2 separate regions of the Mus musculus genome follow, and region 1 is linked to region 2. Evidence: chromatin contacts called from public Hi-C data. All regions are on one chromosome and are shown on one strand. The core of a region is the stretch at or near the end of the contact, and the rest is flanking DNA. Distances in the headings are between cores, read along the strand shown. Region 1 overlaps Rbm47 (RNA binding motif protein 47). Region 2 has its middle 7.9 kb from the start of Pds5a.

Evidence for each region. Hi-C and Micro-C count contacts between places; a contact is called where the count stands out from the background.
Region 1: a contact with region 2 is called in a Hi-C map of the Ba/F3 cell line, with 2.7 times the contacts expected there. The contact joins two enhancer-like sites. A contact is called at or near these places in 1 of 39 promoter capture datasets (pre-B cells), 1 of 484 Hi-C or Micro-C datasets (the Ba/F3 cell line) and 1 of 115 datasets of contacts at active chromatin or transcription factors (pancreatic cancer cells).

What each region holds. Positions count from the first base shown.
Region 1 is chr5:66,088,502-66,091,951 of GRCm38.p6, forward strand. The region is part of intron 3 of Rbm47 (RNA binding motif protein 47); the gene reads right to left. Among named protein-coding and RNA genes, the nearest start is that of Gm26725, 61 kb to the right of the region's middle. Within about 2 kb of position 1,835, at least 107 of the 459 cell types and tissues checked have an H3K27ac peak or open chromatin away from gene starts, as enhancers often do. A contact at or near this core is called in the Ba/F3 cell line and pancreatic cancer cells, where this site is marked.
Region 2 is chr5:65,704,366-65,707,871 of GRCm38.p6, forward strand. No RefSeq gene overlaps it. Among named protein-coding and RNA genes, the nearest start is that of Pds5a, 7.9 kb to the left of the region's middle. Within about 2 kb of position 1,401, at least 46 of the 459 cell types and tissues checked have an H3K27ac peak or open chromatin away from gene starts, as enhancers often do. A contact at or near this core is called in the Ba/F3 cell line and pancreatic cancer cells, where this site is marked.

The sequences.
Region 1 (3,450 bases), core at 585-3,084, 380 kb after region 2:
ATGAAACCCCAAAGAAGCTGAGTGAAGCTGCCGACTGGTGAAGGAAGACTTGGAGCCTACTACTCAGTCAGATGTCCAAATCTCAGCTTGTAGCGATTAGGCTTCTCCGGTCTGTTGGATGATGCAGGTTCCCCCAAATAGTTGGTGTCTTAAATTTCAGTGAATCAACCTCTATCACTCACCTGCTGTCTCACAGCTGTGCTTTCTGCTATGAGCAGCAGTAAAACCCAAGTGTAAGTGTGTGTGTGTGTGTGTGTGTGTGTCTGTGTCTGTGTCTGTGTGTGTAACTAGCTACCCAAAGCTTCCACAAACACTCACACTCCGAGCAGACTTTCTAACCACTGCTTCCCTCTGTGTGATGTCTTGCTCTAAGCTGGGGAGTCCCATGTAGGAAAGCTGTAAGATGCTGCGGCTTCCTTGATGGGGAACCACTACGAGCCTAAGCTGAGCCTAGTATCAGCCGTGGGGGTGAGTTGGGAATTTTTCCAAATTGGTACAGGCAAACCAAAGCAAGCAGGAGCATTGTTATAAACCAAAGTCCTGTTTCCACATCAGCATGGCCCCGTCCCCTGGGTATACTTAATAATCTTGGACTCCATAGCAAACAAATTAGGGGAAGGTTTGGTTTTTTGTTTGTTTGTTTTGTTTTTTAATGATCCAGTAAGAGGAGAAAGATATACACGCTACTGTTACATGATCAGCAAAATCCAAAAAAAATAGATTGACCAACAGCCAAGAAGAGAGGGCTACCTCCCATTACCAATCACTATAATACAGAAAACAGCAACCAGGGAAAGACACCCCCTCTTTCACTTGGGAAAGATTTCCTTTAGCAAAGGCAAGTCAACTTTCTTTTTTTTTTCTTTTTCTTTTTCTTTTTCCTTTTCTTTCTCTTTTTCTTTCTCTCAGGCTTGTTTTATGCATAGGAGCATTTTGCCTACATGTAGGTATGGTACCTAACGAGGTCAGAAAAAGATGTCAGATCTTCTAGAACTGAAGTGGTTGTGAGCTACCTACCATGTGGGTGCTGGGACCCGAACCCGGGTCCTCTACAAGAGCAACAGGCTCTTAAGTACTGAGCACTGTCTGGCCCTTCCATTGCACCTGTCTTTCCTTCCTCCTTCTATCCTCCTGCCTGTGTTTTCTTCCCTCTCTCCCTTCCTGTCTTTTTCTGTTTCTTCTCTCTCTCTCTCCCTCTCTCCCCCTCTCTCTCTCCCTCTCCCCCCACCCCCCTCTTTGGCTTATCCTGACTGTGGAGTTTTATCAGAGGTACGGCAGGTCAGATTACGCTAACAGTAGTTGTGTACACAGAACTTTAGTGGATGCGGCAAAGATGAGAGAAAAAAAGGTGATGGTGAGCAGAGGCCCAAACTGGAGTCTTAATGAAGAAGAACGTTTTAAATGGGGACACTTGGTACCACAGGAGAGAGCAGGTTTAGGGACAAAGCAGTTTGGGGACAGCCAAGGGCTCTGGACATCTGGCTTACTGGTACCAGAGGGGACTCAAGGCACCAGAGAGAAGAAAAGTCCAAGTCATTAAGAGAAGCCGTCTGGGCCAGACTGGCAGTGCTGCTCCCTGAGTGCAGACCCTAGCTCAGGACGGCCCTGTGCCTTGCCTCCTCAGAGAGGCCCCTATCTGTTCGCTCAATCCAGACCTTCCAGTGTCGAAAGGCTTGGGACAGACGGTGGCTTGCTACAACCACGGGCTATTTCTCATCTTTCACCTTCAATGTGCCTTCAGATTCGATTCTTGGGGCTGCCAGAAACTGTGACTCATCAAATTCTCAAGCCAAGAGCACAAGGACAGCCTCTGGCCTCACTTTGCAGACCCAGCCTGCTTCCCAGTCTTCACATACAGAGGTGGCAGGTCCCCGTGGTCCTGTTCTCACCAGCCAGGCTGCTTGCCTTTGTCTGCTGTCAGTATTGTCTAACGCACAGAGAACACAGAGCTTTAACTGTGTGCTAGCCTCGTTGTCCTTGTGCCCCCCCCCCACACCCCCAATATAGACCTGTCCTGGAAAGTGGTCAGTATTAGTTTAGTGTGGTAATGTGACAAGTTTGAGGCTAACCAGGGCTACATAATGAGTTTCAAGCTCTACATAATGAAACATTGTGTCAAAATTTGAACAACCACAATAGCAAATAAGGGTAACAATGTAGTCCAAGTCATAGCAAATGCTTTCTCTGCTAAGAGGCAAATGGTAACTATTTTAGGGATTTGCAGGCCACCCAGTTTCTCTTACATAATTTCCTTCCTTTTCTCCCACCCCACCAAAAATATAATACAGGCTGGGGAGATAGTTCAGTGGATGAAGGGTTTGCCACACACACAAAAGTTAGAACCTGAGTTCAAATCCTGATAACCTGGGTAAAGCTGGACACAGAAACACTCTCTAGAACCCCAGAACTCCTACAGTCATATGGGGCAGGACAAAAGAGTTCCCAGAAGCTTGAGGGTCAGCAAACAAATCCTGTCTCAAAATAGAAGATAAAAACCACCACATGTTAACTCTAAATGCACACCGTGACTCACACATGTGTGCACATGTGTACATAAGCATATACACACATTATATTATATATGTGTGTATGTATATATGTATATGCATGTGTGTGTATATATCAACAACAAGTCAGGAGGCTAGGAAGATGGCTCAGTAGTTGTGAGTGTTTGATGGACAAGCATGAAGACCAGGGTTGTGCTGGTTAACCCCAGTACTGTGTGGGCCAGAGACAGGGGGACCACTGGGACTTGCCGACTGACAGCCTAGTTAGATCCCAAGCTTCAGTTTCTGTCTCCAAAGAAGAAGGTGGAAAGTAAACGAGAGGGGACTGAACAACCTCCCATGGACCTCACTCACCCGTGCACACAGGCACACTGATGATAAATCAAATCACACACACACACACACACACACACACACACACACACACACACACTCACACACACACACACACACATACACTTCTATAGGCCAGAGGACTACCATCTACACTCACCATATATTGACATTTAGATACATCCTCTTTCAGTTTTTTCCTCTTTCCTGGCTACTGTAGCAATGTGAGTCTAAAACGATACATTGGGCTAGGAGGGTGATTACAGCATCAAAAGACCTAAGCTCAAAGCTTGGCTAGTCCATTGGGTCCTGGCCTTAGTTTCTTAATTTTAGAATCAATGAGCTATTCTACACAAAGGTGTTAACCTCCCTCCTAAATTTTTTTCCAATTTATTTATTTTATTTATATGAGTACACTATAACTGTCTTCAGTTACACCGGAAGACAGCATTGGACCCCATTACAGATGGTTGTGAGCCACCATGTGGTTGCTGGGTATTGAACTCAGGACCTCTGGAAGAGCAGTCAGTACTCTTAACCGCTGAGCCATCTCTTCAGCCCGAAGATATGGTTTTTTGAGACTGTCATAGAGACCCCAGGCTGGCCTCAA
Region 2 (3,506 bases), core at 151-2,650:
AGGCATGCTGCTGCTGATTCCTGTTGAGGTCTCCTGTCCTCACAGAATGCAAGTAAGTTTCTGTGGAGTCAAACTGCAGTTTTTGCTTCAAAAACCTCAATTTTTTTGGCTCTCAAAGCCAGAATTGAGTTATGCCCTAAGAAAACATCATGGTCATGGGATGGATCCTGAGGGTTACTTTGTGTTGTGAGGACTTTAGGGTGGCTGACAAATCAGGTAAAAGACAAAAAGGACAGGAGAAATAGGAATGGGAATTACTGGCAGAGTCAGATGTCTAAAACAGGATGGATAGTAAAGAAACTGACAGCACATTGCATTGCTGCTGCAGGTAGAGACTCTTCTCTTTTCTGTCTGATCTTGGCCAGAAGGCTGAAAAGTAATTTTTTTCTCTCCCTCCCTCTCTCCCTTCCTGCCCATCTTTCCTCATTTCTGTCTCCGTCTCTTGTCTTTTCTTCACCTTCCTCCTCCTCTTCATCCTCTTCCTCCTCCTCTTCTCTTCTGTGTGCTTAGGTCAGGGGAAATTATCTAAGTTGGTCAAGAATATCTCAGAGCCAAAACTATAATTTGACTGGTGGGCACAGTTTGGACATCTAAGAACTCTTAACCTGCCACCAAAAACCAAGACTGCTCTTCCCTCTAGTTCCTCTGGTACTCTGGTCATTCTAAAGCAGGGAATTTTGCCTCCCCCACCCCCCAATTCTCTATTGCCCTGCCCATTGCCCTGCCCTGCCCATTGCCCTGCCCTGCCCATTGCCCTCTCAGGAGCTCCATAACTGTTAGGTTAACCTTTAACTATATATCTTGGATGTCCTACTGTGTTCTAAGCACAGCCCTCCCAACCCCAGTGGTAACTTTATTGCTTTTTATTCCCCTTCCAGCGCCTCTCTCCTCTCCTCTCTCTCCTCTCCTTTCTCTCTCTCTGTCTCTCTCTCTCGTTTTTGCAGAGTTTGCTCTGTTTTAAAGGCTTACTTCTATTTTACACGTTCGCTCGTGTGAGTTCCTGCGCTGTGGATGTGCACCACTTGCATGCCCGATGCCTTCAGAAGCCAGAAGCAAACCTCACTGAAGGGGAAGGTGGCTGGCCAGCAGGAGGAGGCTGCTACACAGCTGACTGCTGAGGGCTGATGCAACAGCAGCGCTGCCTTACAGTAGGACATCAGGTAATCACAAGAAACAAGATCTTGCCAAAACCCAGAGGACACCAATATAGCAGCTACAATTATTTGCTTCGTTATAATAGTGTCTCTGTTTAGTATTAGCACGACAGTTTTGAATGTTCCCATCGTGTGTCTGAGTCATGAAACATCTGAAACCCCCATGTAAAGACAAGAGAGAAATACTCCGTAGCATGGAAATACACTACCTTTTCGCCACCCTCACTGATGAATCCTCTCAGCCATCAAGATGACCTATGAAAAAGTGTTGCTCCAAGCCAGGAGAGGTGGCATATGACTATAATTCCAACAGGACTGGGGAGGCAGAAGGAACAACATAACATATCAATTTCCTGGTCTGCCGGAGCTACAAAGCGAGACACTGTTGAAAGAAAGAAAGAAAGAAAGAAAGAAAGAAAGAAAGAAAGAAAGAAAGAAAGGAAGGAAGGAAGGAAGGAGAAGGAAGGAAGGAAGGAAGGAAGGAAGGAAGGAAGGAAGGAAGGAAGGAAGGAGAAGGAAGGAAGGAAGGAAGGAAGAAGGGAAGAAAGAAAAGAAAAAGAAAAGCCTAGTGGCACATTTCTTTAATCCCAGCACTTAGGAGACAGAGGCAGGCAGATCTCTGTGAGCTCAAGGCCAGCTGGTCTATAAAGTGAGCTCCAGGACAAGCAGGGCTACACAGAGAAACCCCGCCTTGAAAAAACAAGAAAAGAAAAAAGAGAAAGAAAAGAAAAAAAGAGAGAAATCAAAAAAGAAAAAAAAAAAGATGAGAGATGGCTCAATAGTTGAGAGCACTGTTTGCTCTTGCTGAGAACCTGTCTGAAACTTCCATTCCAGGACCTCTAATGCTCTAATGCCCTCTTCTGGCCTCTGCAGTGAGAGCACAGACATACATCCAAGCAAAACACTGGATCACATAAAATAAGTAGGTTTAAGGGCCAGGAATGTATACAGCTCAGTTACCAACAGTGAACACTCACCTAGCGTGCAGGAAACCCCGAGTTTGATCCCAGCACCATATAAACCGAACCTGGTGGCATAGGCTTGGAGTCTGGAGGTAGAAGGAGGATCGGAGTTCAAGGTACTTGCTTCTGGCTGGAGAGACAGCTCAGCGGTTAAGAGCACTGGCTGCTCTTTCAGAGGTCCTGAGTTCAATTCCCAGCAACCACATGGTGGCTCACAACCACCTGTAATGGGATCTGATGCCCTTTCCTGGTGTAACTGTCTGAAAACAGTTACAGTGTACTCATATACATAAAATAAAATAAATACAAAAAATATAAATAAATAAAAATCAGAGCTTCCCATGCTGAGTCAAGGACATTATTCATCCATAATGAACTCAGTAATAACTCAGTTAGGAAACAGAAGCCAAATTGGAAAGCTGCATATCTAACTAAATTGGTCTCCAAAATGTGCCTTCACAGCTGGTTTCTTTGAACAGGCTTTTGGGTTTTCTCAGAAGCCCATCTGTGCACTTCCTTGTGAAATTGTAGTGAGGTTGATTTCTGTTGTTTCTGTGTCCATTTTGAACTCTCTCTTGTGGCTGGCCTGACTAAACTAAACACAAACTAAACTCCTCTCCTCCTCCTCCTCCTGGAAACTCTCCTAGAGTGTGGTTTTCACGCTAGGAACAGAGCAGACACAGGCCGCCTTACAAGGCCATCTGCCAGGAGAAACAACTGCCCTGAGAGAGGAGCACTGGTCATGGGCTGAGGCTTTAGGCTGGCCACGGAATGACCACCAGGATGAAGAAGCGTTCTGCGAAGGCAACTGTAAACACATGCCAGATTCTTGGATTCACTTCAGGGAAGAGCTGGAGGGTAGAGCCCTTCCCTAGAAAGAAACCTCAAGGAAAATTCACCTGATTCAGCTTGAGTGGAAATGGGTATTTTGTCCACCAGATGACCTTGGGGGCACTTAGACCTATGACTAGGTAAGATTGACCTCTGGCATTTATTAAAGGGGACTTGAATCCTTTTTCTGTGTCTTTGATTTGTAGGTGTACTCTACCTAGGCGTCATCCCCTTGGGGGTACAAATTTAGACTTGCCTAGCTAACAATTTCTTTTTTTTTAAAGATATATTTATTTATGAATACCCTGTAGCTGTCTTCAGACACACCAGAAGAGGGTGTTGGATTCCATATAGATGGTTGTGAGCCACCACGTGGTCATTGGAATTTGAACTCAGGACCCCTGGAAAAGCACTCAGTGCTCTTAACCGCTGAGCCATCTCTCCAGCCTCCTGCTAACAATTTCTTTCTTTCTTTCTTTCTTTCTTTCTTTCTTTCTTTCTTTCTTTCTTTCTTTCTTTCTTTTTCTGACACAGGGTTTCTCTGTGTAGCTGGCTGTCC